Linked DNA regions of Rattus norvegicus: region 1 is linked to region 2. The links are chromatin contacts, called in public Hi-C maps. All regions are on one chromosome and are shown on one strand. The core of a region is the stretch at or near the end of the contact, and the rest is flanking DNA. Distances in the headings are between cores, read along the strand shown.

Region 1 (6,638 bases), core at 3,904-6,403, 190 kb after region 2:
GCCTAACAAAATACACCTGTCTCCTCACCCACCTGCCTTCCTGTGCCTCAAGTGTCACCCCAGACAGCAGAGGCTCAGAGTAATTAGCAAAGGGGAAGTCATTTGAGAGGACTTTCCAAAGGGAGTAAAGATGAGGAAGGAGAAGACTAAAGAAGACAGAACCTGAGTCCTCCTCCCTCCAAAGCAACCCACAACCAGCTGTCGCAAACAGTCCTAGGACACAAAAACCCACTACTGGTTTTCCTCTGAGTATGTTATTTTACAGCTCTGTAAGGACAGAGGTTAACCTGTCCAATTGAGGGGAATGAGTACTACCTAATGTCAGAGAACATCAGTAGTTGAGGGAATGAGTACTACCTAATGTCAGAGAACATCAGTAGTTGAGGGGATGAGTACTACCTAATGTCAGAGAACACCAGTAGTTGAGGGGAATGAGTACTACCTAATGTCAGAGAACACCAGTAGTTGAGGGGAATGAGTACTACCTAATGTCAGAGAACATCAGTAGTTGAGGGGAATGAGTACTACCTAATGTCAGAGAACATCAGTAGTTGCTTTACTCTATCTAGCAATCAAATCTCAAATCTCCTATTTCATTAAATTACCTGCAAATGCTCTTTGAAACAATTTTATGTTTACTGGTTTTATAGCAAATAACACATCGATTAAGTCAGTCCACGTTTACATTGTCTGGATAAGATTATTGTTTTATCTCTTAAAAGCTTGTAGTTAAGAGCCCTAGGTCACTCGGTGAGAAGCTCGGGTGAGCTCACTGGAGGAGAAGCACTCAGCCAAGCACCCTGGTCCTCACACCCTAAAGTGGCTCCCAGGCAGTGCTGCCACTGCTTGCTCATTGCTGTGTCTTCCTCTTTACTCGATCTACACTGTCAGGACAGGACTAGATCCCCACCACTGCACTACTGCACTAGTAGTTGGATCTGATGGCATGTCTTTGCTGGATGGATGATAAAGAGTTATTCTCTTCTGAACAACCGAAAATGGAAAATCTGGGTTTCTTCACTATTTTTATTTGTGTACTTGTAAAATAGTCATTACCTGAAACCATTATGTTTAGCATATTGCTAAAGTTACAAAACTGAAGAGTACATGTCTGTCCATAATCAGAAAAGCTTTTACTTCTATTTCCATAATGATTCCCCACTTCCAGGTGATATTAAATTGCATTCAAGTATGCGCTTAGTGAGCTGATTAAGAGATGAACAAGCAGGTATATAAACCAGTCTTCAAATTCCCAGAAAACAAGACCCTTATAGAAGCTAACAGCTTAGAAGCAATTTTAAGAATTCAAATATACATAACTAAGGCGACTTTCAGATTAAGTCTACTGACATGAAATTTTTAGTTTAAGAAAAAAGTAGTATCTTCTTATATTAATACACAGTATCACTGGATTTTAAATTAATGGTAAAAGACTTACCACAAATGGTTTTAATAAAAATATAGAGAAAGAAAAAAGCTATTATTACTATAGAACTTACAGATTTTTTAAAAAATTAAATTGTTAATACTAAGTGCTTTGCCTTAATCTGATTTTTCTGTATTTTAAATCTTAACTCTCTCAATAAAACGACTGACAAAGTAAGGCACTTTCCGAATGGTTTATCAAAAGTCATGGAATTCCAAACTTTGACTCTACAAACTAGACAGTATTTACTGAGCTCTACAACGCAGCCTTGGACTGCAGAGTGACTGGTATGAACTTCCCTTACTGCTGTCCAACCGGCACCTCCTGCTCTCACAGTCCTTCTTACAGGAAAACATATTCTTTGGTGACAGAGCAGACTGAGAACTCAATGAATGCCAACATCAAACAAGACTGATGTCCCCATGGAGACTAATCCACCCCAGGATTTACTATTCAAGGTTTTTCTGAAGCATTCACGCACAACTAATGGGCAATGAAAACTGTCAGGGAAGATGACCCTAATTTTGAACACAGCTAAAAAGGTCTTGGGAGTAATGATAAATACTTCAACTGCTGAAGGAAAGATAGCTAACCTAGCAAGAAAATATCTTGAATTTTGAAGATCCCTAAACTAACTCATTTGTGCAGAAAAATCTTAAACAAGACATATTTGTGACATTTTTCCATTTAGTATTTGAATTTCAACTTTAAGCATGCTTTCTTTAGTCTCAAAATCAACTGTCTCCCTGGGATTCTTTCAAGGAAGACTTTAGTAATTGCCATTTAATTTCACTAAGCAATACACACTTTCAATTTATACTGTCTCAACAATCATGTGATGTCCAAAACTAACCTGAAAAACATTCACCTCCTGACCAATCAGCTTCAGGAGCACTATCTAGCCACACATGCACAACGCTTACGCTGCATTCACCACAGCAAACTCAAGAAAGGATGCCTTCGGCTCAACTGTTTGGCCTTACTGGAAGCTCTGCCCAAGCCAGAACTGCCCAATAGGCGTTAGATGCAAGGGAAGGGGACAGCCACCAAATGACGATCCAGTGCTTCTGTTCCAGATCTCTAATTGGTGCCTTTGAGTAATAACACTCAATTCCAATTCAAGTGTGTGGGTCACAATCTGAACCTACAGGATTATTTCCTAATATATACAGCTACAAGGAACAAGACCCTGCTCCTCTCTTCTCCTTCTCCTTCTCCTTCTCCTTCCTCTTCCTCCTCTTCTTCCTCCTCCTCCTCTTCTCCTTCTCCTCCTTCTCCTTCTCCTTCTTCTTCCCTCCTTCTCCTCCTCCTCCTCCTCCTTCTTCTTCTGATTTTTCATTATCACCATCAGACTGCTGACCATCACCTACAAATACCTATGCTTTCACTGGGTACCTCCTGCTACCTGGTTTTACCTCTTCAAATAAAGCTGGGCCTAAGCACTAGTCTAAAACAGGTAAAGGTTCCCACCAACTCAGTAGCTGGCCCATCTCCACAGCACTGCAATCATGACAGCTCTCAGCATGTCGGGTTGTTGGTGTTCTCCCTCCACACTTAGGAGGAAAATTACCCCAACTCCAGCCCCTTCCCATCATGTCTCCTCTCCCTCTCACAACTCCTCCTTCCAAGTTCTGTGTCTTCCCAGAGTGTTTTCCTAAGTCTTTTCAGAAAGCCAAGCAGTTCCCCACTCAAAAAAAAACTTGAAAAATGGTTTGAAAGCTTTTAAGAGTATTCATGGCGTGTTAGCTAATATTATGAAGATTAATAAAATGGTGCTAGGGTTGGGGATTTAGCTCAGGGTAGAGCGCTTGCCTAGCAAGCACAAGGCCCTGGGTTCGGTCCCCAGCTCCGGAAAAAAAAAAGAAAGAAAGAAAAAAGAAAATGGTGCTAAAGTATTATTTAAAGCATATCAATTTCAATACTGACCTCAGCTAGGTAGGTCACAGAGTGGAAAGCGCAGTGCCATCCGTGTCTGACTCAGGTCATCTATTACATCTAAGATTCACCCCTGTTCCTTCAGATTGCACTGTACTCATTCACCAGCTGAAACAAGCTGAGTTCTTTCTAGCTTCTGGCTTTGATGAACAATGCTGGTATAATCATTCATGTATAATTATTTATGAGGATACATACTTTTATTTCACTTAGGCATAATCAAAAGAAGTGAGTTTCAGAATTATAAAGTACCTGTGATGTTTTGAAAAACAGCTGAACCTTGGCTCTACATTTCACTTTCCTACCAAGCAAGTAAGAGAGTTCTAATTTCTCCACACTGTGCCAATCCCTGTCTGTCGTTTGACTCTACTCATTTAGTGAGCTAACGGTGATTTCTCTCTGGTTTTAACTTCCATTTCCCAAATGAATATCAACAGACTGTTTCTCTTGTGTTTTCTAGACATCTGTCTCCTCTGGAGAAGCACAACAGTAGTGTCTTACCCACTTTTAACTAGGGTCTACTGTTGTTTAATTAGAGTGCTATTGTATTCTGCTGGTTCTTGATGCCAATTTAATTACACTTTCCATCCTCTCCAATTTACTGAACTTTGTAAAATACACCAGGATATGCTCTGGCGTGGTATACTTGAAAATACACCTATTTTAGATGTCGCAATGAAACCCATCATTTTGTATGCTAACAAATTTTAAAAGGGGACAGTGAAGAGATGTAGTTCAGTAGCAGAGTGCCTGCCTAGGCTATTCCATGCCCTAGATCTGATCTCTAGTACTGGGAGAAACAAAAAACAAAGAGGAGCAGCTGGAAAGCCAGTTGAAGCAGGAATGCTTTACAAATGAACCATGCTATCTGTAGTTTATGACTTGCTTGACTTCAAATGTGGCTTCTTGTCACTGAAGAGTATAGTATTGATAGGTCTCAATTAAGTAAAACTGTGACCACACTGTTCAAGCCTTGTAGATTATTTCTAACTTCGTCTAAATGTTCTCTCAAAGTATCAAGAAGTAGTCTTAAGTGTCACTGATTTAACTAGTTCTCCTTCTCCTTCACTTCTACTGCTTTTTATTTTTATTTTGAGGGTGTTATTTTTAATGGATCGCATTTTAGAATATATTTGACTTTTTGTCATTATGAACATCTTTCTGTCTTCAGTTTATATCAGACAAAGACAGCTCATCCAATGTTCTTATGGTAAATATTCATGGGAAAAGATTACTGCAGCCTTTTACCTGTAAGTCATCCACATCTTCATATTTAAGCGTAGAGCTTACTTTTTATTCTTTTATACAGGCTGACAATCTCTAATTTTTAAATGGACTGTGTAGCCCTAACTGTACAACAACATAACCACTGTCAGATATGGCGATTGAAATTTAACTAAAACAAAAATCTGAAAATTTTAAGTGTAATACAGTAGCCAATATAGTCAAAAAAGTTTGAAACAATGTGAAACTGAAATTTCCCATGCAGCCAAGTTTGATTTAGGCTTTTATATTTAATGTAATAAATAACTGGACTTAAGAAGGCCACCTTGCCATTGGTCTTATAGCTTTTTATATTTGTTCCAGTTATTTATTTCACGTTTCCTACTTTTTTACCTTTACTGAACTGAAAACAATCTACTACTGTATCTTATGTTCACCATCAGCTCACTGACATTATCTCTCTGTAATACACATAATGATTTTCACGAGGGAACAGTTTTGCCTCTTCAGGACTTTTGGCAGTCTGTCATCATCTACAGGACTGTGCTGATCGTCGTGGTGAAGTGCTACTGGCATCTAGTGGGCAGTGGCTAGAGGTGCAGCTAAGCTTCCAACTGATCAGAGCCACACAGCACCTAACTACAAAGCTGAGTGGTAATGTTCCTAACTCTCGCTCTGAAGCTCGGTAAATCCATTTCTGATCGCTAGCTTCCTCTGAGTAAGAATCCTGAATGTGAGCATCTCAGCACCGTGCCACTCTGTCTCTTGCCCACTTGCTTTTCCTGACCCATACTGTCAGTGTGGTTCTCAGCCCCTAGCTAGTCTGATCTACCTGTCTGTTCAATTTTCATCATGACAGAATATAAGGAATGTAATAAGCACAGACCTGTGGTTACAGATGCTGCTTCTCAGTAAGTATTATAATTCTTAAGAGAGAGGACCTGAATCTGAAATGAAGGATCAGAAGGACACACTTGAAGAAGTCCCCACGCTGACACAGGATCTAATGTGTGTTAACATGTGCTGCAGCAGCCTCTGTTCTCCAAACATGACAAGGAGACCACAGCCTACTGGACTGGCTGGCAAAGTGTGACTCTAAAGAGAATGTCAGGAATCTCTTGACCTCTGATACATCATCCCATTTATTTACCTGCATTTAATTGAAGACATCTGTAAGTGGTGCCACACAGAAATGTCTGTAAGCAGAAGTCCCCTAAACCTCGCCGGGAGGTGTACCTCAGCAGTTACAATCACACAAAGTTAGAAACAATAGAAATGCACTCTACCTGGCTTGACAAAGTGATAAAAGCTCTTTTCCCGTAAAGCTTAACGAGTCCTATTAGTCTTCACGAATGAAAGGGGTCAGCCCCACAGAGACAAGCAACTGACTCTCCACACATGGTCCATTCAAGTGACAACATATCAGATTACTGACATAATTACTATAACCTGAGAATTTCATTAGATCCATGTGCAGTTAAATGGCTAGGACTTACAACAAAGGGACCTGGTTCATTCACAGGACCTCTTATGGACAAAGTGAAGCTTTAAGTTGGCTATGTGAACTGCAAGTCTTCTATATTTTACCGTCTCTGTTGGAATTATTCTAGTTTTTGTTTAAATTAGGAAACTACATATCTCTGGCTAAAACGTAAGCTTAACCGTAAATTAAACATGTAGAGACTTCCAGCATTCTCCTGCCTTGCTGAGGTTTGCCTCTCAGACAGTGGAGTGAAACAGAACCAAATCCTGACTGAGCTCAGAGCTACTAAAGGAGATTAGGGATGGCTGCACTCAGGTGGCAGGCAGCACCTGTGGACTTCCAAGCCACTGGACTATCAGGAGAAACCCTTGAGGTATTCACCACCAGAGAATCGAGGGCAGGGAGAGGATCGTTAATTATCTCATCTTCCTCCCTATACCCAATAAGCCTAATAAAAATTTGTCTTAAAAATCAACTTTGCCAAGATGCAACACATCTCCAAATCACCAAGAAAAGTAACAGGAAATAGCAAGCTATCATCCAGTCTGATCATGATGCTTTTCCTTTACA
Region 2 (6,176 bases), core at 1,403-3,902:
CACAAGCCTTCTCATTGATTTACTAAGAGCTTTCAGAATGCAGGTCAATCCTCCGCCTCTCTAGCAACTTTACAATCTCAGACTCTAGTAGGTCCTGCAGCAGGGTGCTCAGGCCACCTTCCCTACTAGTCACTACCCAGGAGTGCCTCAGTTCCAGCGGAATGTGGAAGATGGCCAGTGCCCCAGGCTGACTCAATTTGAACGTTGGTTCTTCGAAGGCCCAGTCCCACGGCAGCCCCCTCCTCAAACCTCTGTAAGGCGAGAAGTGAAGGCAGCAGGTCTGCGCAGCTCCTCACCGGAGTGGACAAAAGTGCTGAGCGACCTCCTAGGCAGGATAATTAGGTCCCAAGGCTCCGTGTTGGGAACACAGGCCCAGCATGCTGCTGGCGGCCACAATCCCAGCTTCCTGCCTTCAATACCATAATCCTTCCTGGAGGCTGAGCCCCAGAGAAAGCCCCAGCGTGTTTATTTTTTCCCCCTGAAAGGGGACTCTCTTCTCAGCCTAGAGGGAGGAGTCCTCACCCTCGCTCTGACGGATGGTTCTTCACGGCCACCCGCCCCTTGGGGTCATCTCCACACACGTCTGCCTCCAAAGACAGGCAAAGTGACCAGCAGAAAGGGCTGGCGAGCTTGCGCAGTGTTGTACACGTTTACACACACTCTTCCCCATCTCGCAAGGTTAATTTAAGGCCAGCCTGGAGGGAGTTGGGGGGGGGCAAGGAGGGGTGTGTTGCTACCTTAAAGGGTAGTTCCAGGATACCTCAGTGGACTGTGCAATTGACATTTTGTTCCCAAGTGGATTTCTCATGGGAGAAGTCAACACTCCCAGGTTAATACTATATGTAGGCCCCCTAACCTGACTCAAGGCTCCTTTACTTCTCGATCCCGGATGAATTAAGGAAGGGAGCTGTCATGGGTTCGAGGAGGCGAGGAGGGGGGTCCTAAACACAATGAAATCCCAAAAATATAAACTGCCGTACTCCGAGCAGCTTGGGGTGCACATCGCCACCCTATTTCATTGTAGCGTTTCTTTCATTTGTCAGCCTGGAATATCCTGTTTTGTCCCTCTTCTTGGGGCGCTAAAGAGCTCTGAGAAATCTGCATTTTAATTGACATTCCAACGAGAGGGAGAGGGGCGCCTGATTGCTTTTCTATTCAAACTAAACAGGCTTTTCAGATGAAAATGAGTCCAGGCTGGTAGAAGATTTACAGGGATTTGGGACGCTAAGGACAATAGAGTTTTAAATGTTGATAGCGTTTCACACCAAACACATAATGGGTGCCCAGAGTTTGAAAGCAAGTCTGCTTCTAAGGGTAGGTTTTATTGAACTGGGGGGGGGGGGGAGACGTGGGGGGGATTGAGGAAGGAAGGTCTTGGGAAGTTTGCAGGGGCGCGGAGCTGAAGCTGGCCTCCCGCGCCTGCCCCCTGGCCGCGACGGTGGAAGACAGCGCCACGCAGGGCCCTCTGCCGATTCCCCCGCGCTGAAAGAATGAGCGCGCAAGTTAGAACTCGCCTGTGCTTTCAACATCTCGGCGCGGCTGCGGTAGGAGCTGCTAGAAGAACTAGGAAAAGTCGGTCCAGTTCGCCCCCTAGCCCCAGGCGCGCGGCGATCCCTCCTGCGCCAACCGCTGTGACCAGAGAGGGACCGCCAGCACCGGAATCCCGAACCAAAGCCATTGCCTCCCCAAAGGTGTCATCCGGGCATCTCCATCCCTTTGGGGATGTTGCCTGACACACTCCAGCAGTTTCTTCCCAAGAAAGAACCTCTCCCAAGGGTCTGTGTAGTACCAGGCTGGAGCTTCCAGAATCCAAGAACCAGGCACCCCAAAGATGCCCTTCCCGAACCTCCGCCTATGGGCTGTGCCACTGGCAGGCGGCCCCACGGCGCGCCGGCTCTGAGCTCAAAGGAACGCGCCCAGTAGGCAGGACTGTGCCCGCCGGAGTCTGACAGGAAAGGGGTGCCGGCGGCAGAGACAGATGTCAGCATTTGGATGGAGGTGCTGAAAGAACCCCCCCCCAAAAGCCAGCCATCCGCATTCATCCACTCCTCCATCACCAATACAGCCAGAGACTGACAGGGCGCGCCCCCAAATCGTTTTACCCGCGCCCTCCTCCCCGGGATCCTGCGCCTCGCATCCTCCCACTGAACCCACTTTCCCGGCTGGCGAAGCTCCGGAAGGCGTTCGGTACGACGATTACCTTGAATGGCAGCGCTCCTCTGCGCTCGGTGTTGGCGTCGAAGCCCTGAGTGGGTCGGGATGGAGCAGGCGATGAGCTCGGAGGAAAACTCCAAAAAGAGAATGATCCCTTGGGTGGAAGCGGGCGCCAAGGTTCCGAGGCTTCACGCGCGCTGGGGATCGCAGAACAGCGCGGACATGACGCCGGAGCTGCCCTCGGATCTGGGCAGCAGCAGAAGAAAGAACTGGGGCTTGGCGTTGCCTACTCCAAACTTTGCTGGCGAGTGGTGAACACTCGCAGCGCTCAGGAACGCTGAGGCCCGGGGGCTCACGCCCGGCCCCCGCCAGCCCGGAGAGCAGTCGCCACGCCGGGCCAGGGACACACAGGCAGCCTCAGCACCGGAGCTCTGGCAGCCGCGCGCTCGATCGTCCGTGCGCCCGCTCTGCGCCCGCCGCCGCCGCTCGCCTCTCCCGGCGCTCTCCCCGCGCCGCCCGCGCCGCCGCCGCAGCCTCCTCGGGCGGGTCACGCCCCCCGCTGAAACCCGAGCCGTTTCCTGGACGGCGGCGCCCGCTCTGCCAATCAGCGCTGCGCGCTGGGGCAGTCCCGAGCCCCGCGCGGCTCCCGACGCCTAGCAGCCGCAAAGAGACACCCGCCAGGCAGGCGAGGGGCCCCGCCGCGCTGCCCGCAGGGGTGCACAGATGACCTCTCGGAACCCGGCTAGTGAACCGCCCTGTACGCCTCTGTCCCCTCGTAGCCAGCCAGCTTCGGTGCAGAGAGAATAAGTTAAGTTGTTTTATGTCAAGTTAGGAAACAAATGGCAGAATGCTGTGCAACTTCAGACACCTTAGAATAGGTCTGCAGCGTACTAGGGCCAGACATTTCGCGTCACTGAAGCTTCGAGGGTAGAAGCAGCTAATGTTCGTGGAAGGTGTTGCATTATCTTGTTCTTCTGAACAATAGAAGGGGGCGTGTGTTTGGGAAAGGACCAAGTGAATAGGTAATTGTACTTAGTCCGCACATCTGCCCACAGAGTAACATAGCCAGATTCTGACAAGAAAACTGAAGATCCGAGAGGTTAACACAACTGGCTGCTGGTTGAGCCCTTAAATGTGGCTGTCTTCGAAAAAGCCAAAAACAGAAAACATCTTGTTTAATAGTATCAATTAAACACAAACATAACGAGATTAACATAAAGAAATCCAAAGGAGGGCTGGAGAGATGATTCAGAAGTTTAGAGTGCTTCCTGCCTTCCAGAGGGCCAGAAACCAATGGCTGGCATACTATCAGGCACTCACAATGGCCTGTAACTCCGGCTGCAGAGGCATCCAAAACCTCTGGTCTCCTTAGGAAGCTGCACTGGTGAACACAAAGATACAGTCACATAGTTTAAAAATAAAAATACCCCAGCTCCGAAAAAAAGAACCAAAAAATAAATAAATAAATAAAAATAAATATTTAAAAGAAAGTGAGGCTGGAGAAATGGCTCAGTGGTTAAGAGTACTACCAGAGACCGGCTCAATTCCCAGCATCCACATGCTGGCTCACAACCACCTTTTACTCCAGTTCCAGGGGCCCCGACACCCTCTACTGGCTTCTGGGGATACTGCATGCACAGTGTGCAGATGGACATGCAGGCAAACGTCCATAACTCATCAAATAAAATGAGAATGAATGAATGAATGAATGAATGAATGAATGAATGAATGAATGAATGGGAAGAAATCCAAGAGTCTAGAGAGGCATTGGAGATGTAGTGCAGTGGTAGATGGCTTGCCTTGACGTACAAGGCCCTGTGTCTGATCTCCACACCCACAAGAAAGAAACAAAGAAACAGAAACAGAAAATACATGCACTCTATCAGAAAAGAAAAAGTCGTCTGATCTTGAGCAAATTGGATTCCTCTCTCTGACTCTAACGTTGCAAAGCAGGAGTCTTTAACGAAACTGTCAGGCCGGGTTGTAACTGATTGGCATCTCCCATTTGTCTCTTCCACTAGACTATCTTGGGATCATTTATCTCTCAATATGTGTTCCCTTTCCTTCCTTCAACCCTTGAGCAACGGTGCTTAAGTTCAAGGCCACATAAATTGTAACCCTACACTCAGAAGTGTGTGAGGCAGGAGAATTGCCTTGAGTGCGGCGGGGGGCCGACTTGGTCTACATGGTAAGTTTGAAGACAGCTACATTGTGTCTAAATAAATAAATAAAATCTTGATTAGTGAGCCAATCATAATAGTACATGCTGTATTCCCAGACCTCACACGATAAAGAAAAGTTGGGGAGTTTGAAACCAGTCTCAGGTACGTGCTGAGTTCGTATCAGGCCTGGGCTCCCTGAGACCCTGACTCAAAAAAGTCACTAAGTTCAGGAAAGCCTAGACTCCCTCTGGTGCCTGAAGACAAACAAAGCCTCAGGAAAGCTCACCTGGGAAGCAGGTTTGGAAGAGGAGAGGTACGAGAATCCCTAACCCTCGACTTCATGCGGTTTACACACATGAATTCCTCAGGCATCCCCCACATGATCAGAGGATGGTCTTTACTCACAGCATAGCCTTGGAAACTTTTATGCAAATCACTTAAAATGGAGGAGTAGCAAATCCATTTCCAATGCCTCGGGCAAATAGTTATGAAATTATAGTTTGAGAACTCAACCAAAATAGCAGCCTGATTTCCAAACGAAGTGGTCTGTTTATATGTTTAGTGGAAAGGGGTGTGTTTTGGGTGAGTTCTATGGCCTGGATGGGAACACCGCAGCCAGGTACCACTGAACCATTCACTGGGGGGTGCCAACCTATGCTCATTCTCTGACCTGAAGTCACAAAGGGAAGGCTATGGTCCTGCTGCAAGATGGTGCTTCTATCTTTATGATCCCCACTGATGGGAAACTCCGTGTCTCAGGACAGAGAGACGTTTCCCTACTGCAGTGGGTCCACCAGCCATTGAAAATGAGGTTAACACATTCTCACATAAATTAATGGCCCAGGAAGCCACTGTCCCTGTCCCCCATTCATTCACAGCTTTATAGATACTGAATGGGAGGGAAGCCCTTCCGCTGAAAACAAAAACACCTTCTTCAACGTCAGAGGCAGTGTGCAGAATTTGTTCTTTATGGAGATAAAAAGGTAGCCATCCAAAGTCCCTGATTGCCAAAGAGTGCCTTTTATTTTTCAAGTTAGGAAAACCTACAGATTTCACAATAGGAAAATGTTTAAGTTAAAAAAAAATTAAAGCATGCTTAGAATTTTTGGTTAAAAAAATAGTTTTGCATCATTTAGACTTCAAGTGACCTCAGTGGTTCAGGGAAGCTTTCCTCCCAGCCAGGCTTCTGAATGAGAAAATAATCTCTTTGCAGGATTTTTACCCCCTCTCCCTTCTTCAAGTGGCTGGAACCCCTTTTGTCAATGGCCTCCCGTGAATGCTGTTGCTAATAAGCCTATTAATGAGTTTCCATGGCCGAGTGTGAATAGGTAAATAGGGCCCAATCTGTTGAGGTTTTGGGGGTGAGGGCAGAAAAGCCTGCAAGAACTGAAGGTGACAGTTTGAACTGAAGGCGGCAGGTTTAGGCTGAAAGAGACTCCAGACAAGGCCACATTCTCCACCCTCCACCCCCTACGGGGCCTCCTTTCTTCCCAATTTTCTCCTTTTATAAAATGTCTTGAGTAGTCACCCTTTTCTTTTTTCTCCCCAGAAGGCCTGACGACACCCCTCCCCCGCTACTCTAGTAATGATACGTCAATGGAATGAAAGGAAACTGAGGGCAGAAGAAATCAAAGATCCTACACTCATCGAGGAGCAAACTGTGAGGTCAGCCCATCCCTGGGAGAGGGGAAAAGGAAAGGGGCCCCTCTCTGTTGAGATTCAGATGTTTAATTTTAACCATTCGTGTTTTAATGGGTTGTGTCTCCTTCACCCTATGGACAAGCTGGGTGAACAAAGGCTGTGTGGGTCTTCCCGTGTGGGCTTGCCCACAGGCAAAATGATGGGCTTCAGTCTTTATGT

The links. Hi-C and Micro-C count contacts between places; a contact is called where the count stands out from the background.
Region 1: a contact with region 2 is called in a Hi-C map of the A7r5 cell line, with 6 times the contacts expected there. The contact joins the enhancer-like site here to the promoter of Fgfr2 in region 2. A contact is called at or near these places in 6 of 12 Hi-C or Micro-C datasets (the A7r5 cell line, Schwann cells, frontal cortex and 3 more) and 1 of 1 datasets of contacts at active chromatin or transcription factors (oligodendrocytes).

Annotation. Positions count from the first base shown.
Region 1 is chr1:194,468,883-194,475,520 of GRCr8, forward strand. The region is part of intron 8 of Ate1 (arginyltransferase 1); the gene reads right to left. Among named protein-coding and RNA genes, the nearest start is that of Ate1, 39 kb to the right of the region's middle. Within about 2 kb of position 5,154, at least 3 of the 93 cell types and tissues checked have an H3K27ac peak or open chromatin away from gene starts, as enhancers often do.
Region 2 is chr1:194,278,262-194,284,437 of GRCr8, forward strand. Fgfr2 (fibroblast growth factor receptor 2) reads right to left here and starts at 2,653. Exons shown (of 18, transcript NM_001109892.1): 1 at 2,201-2,653.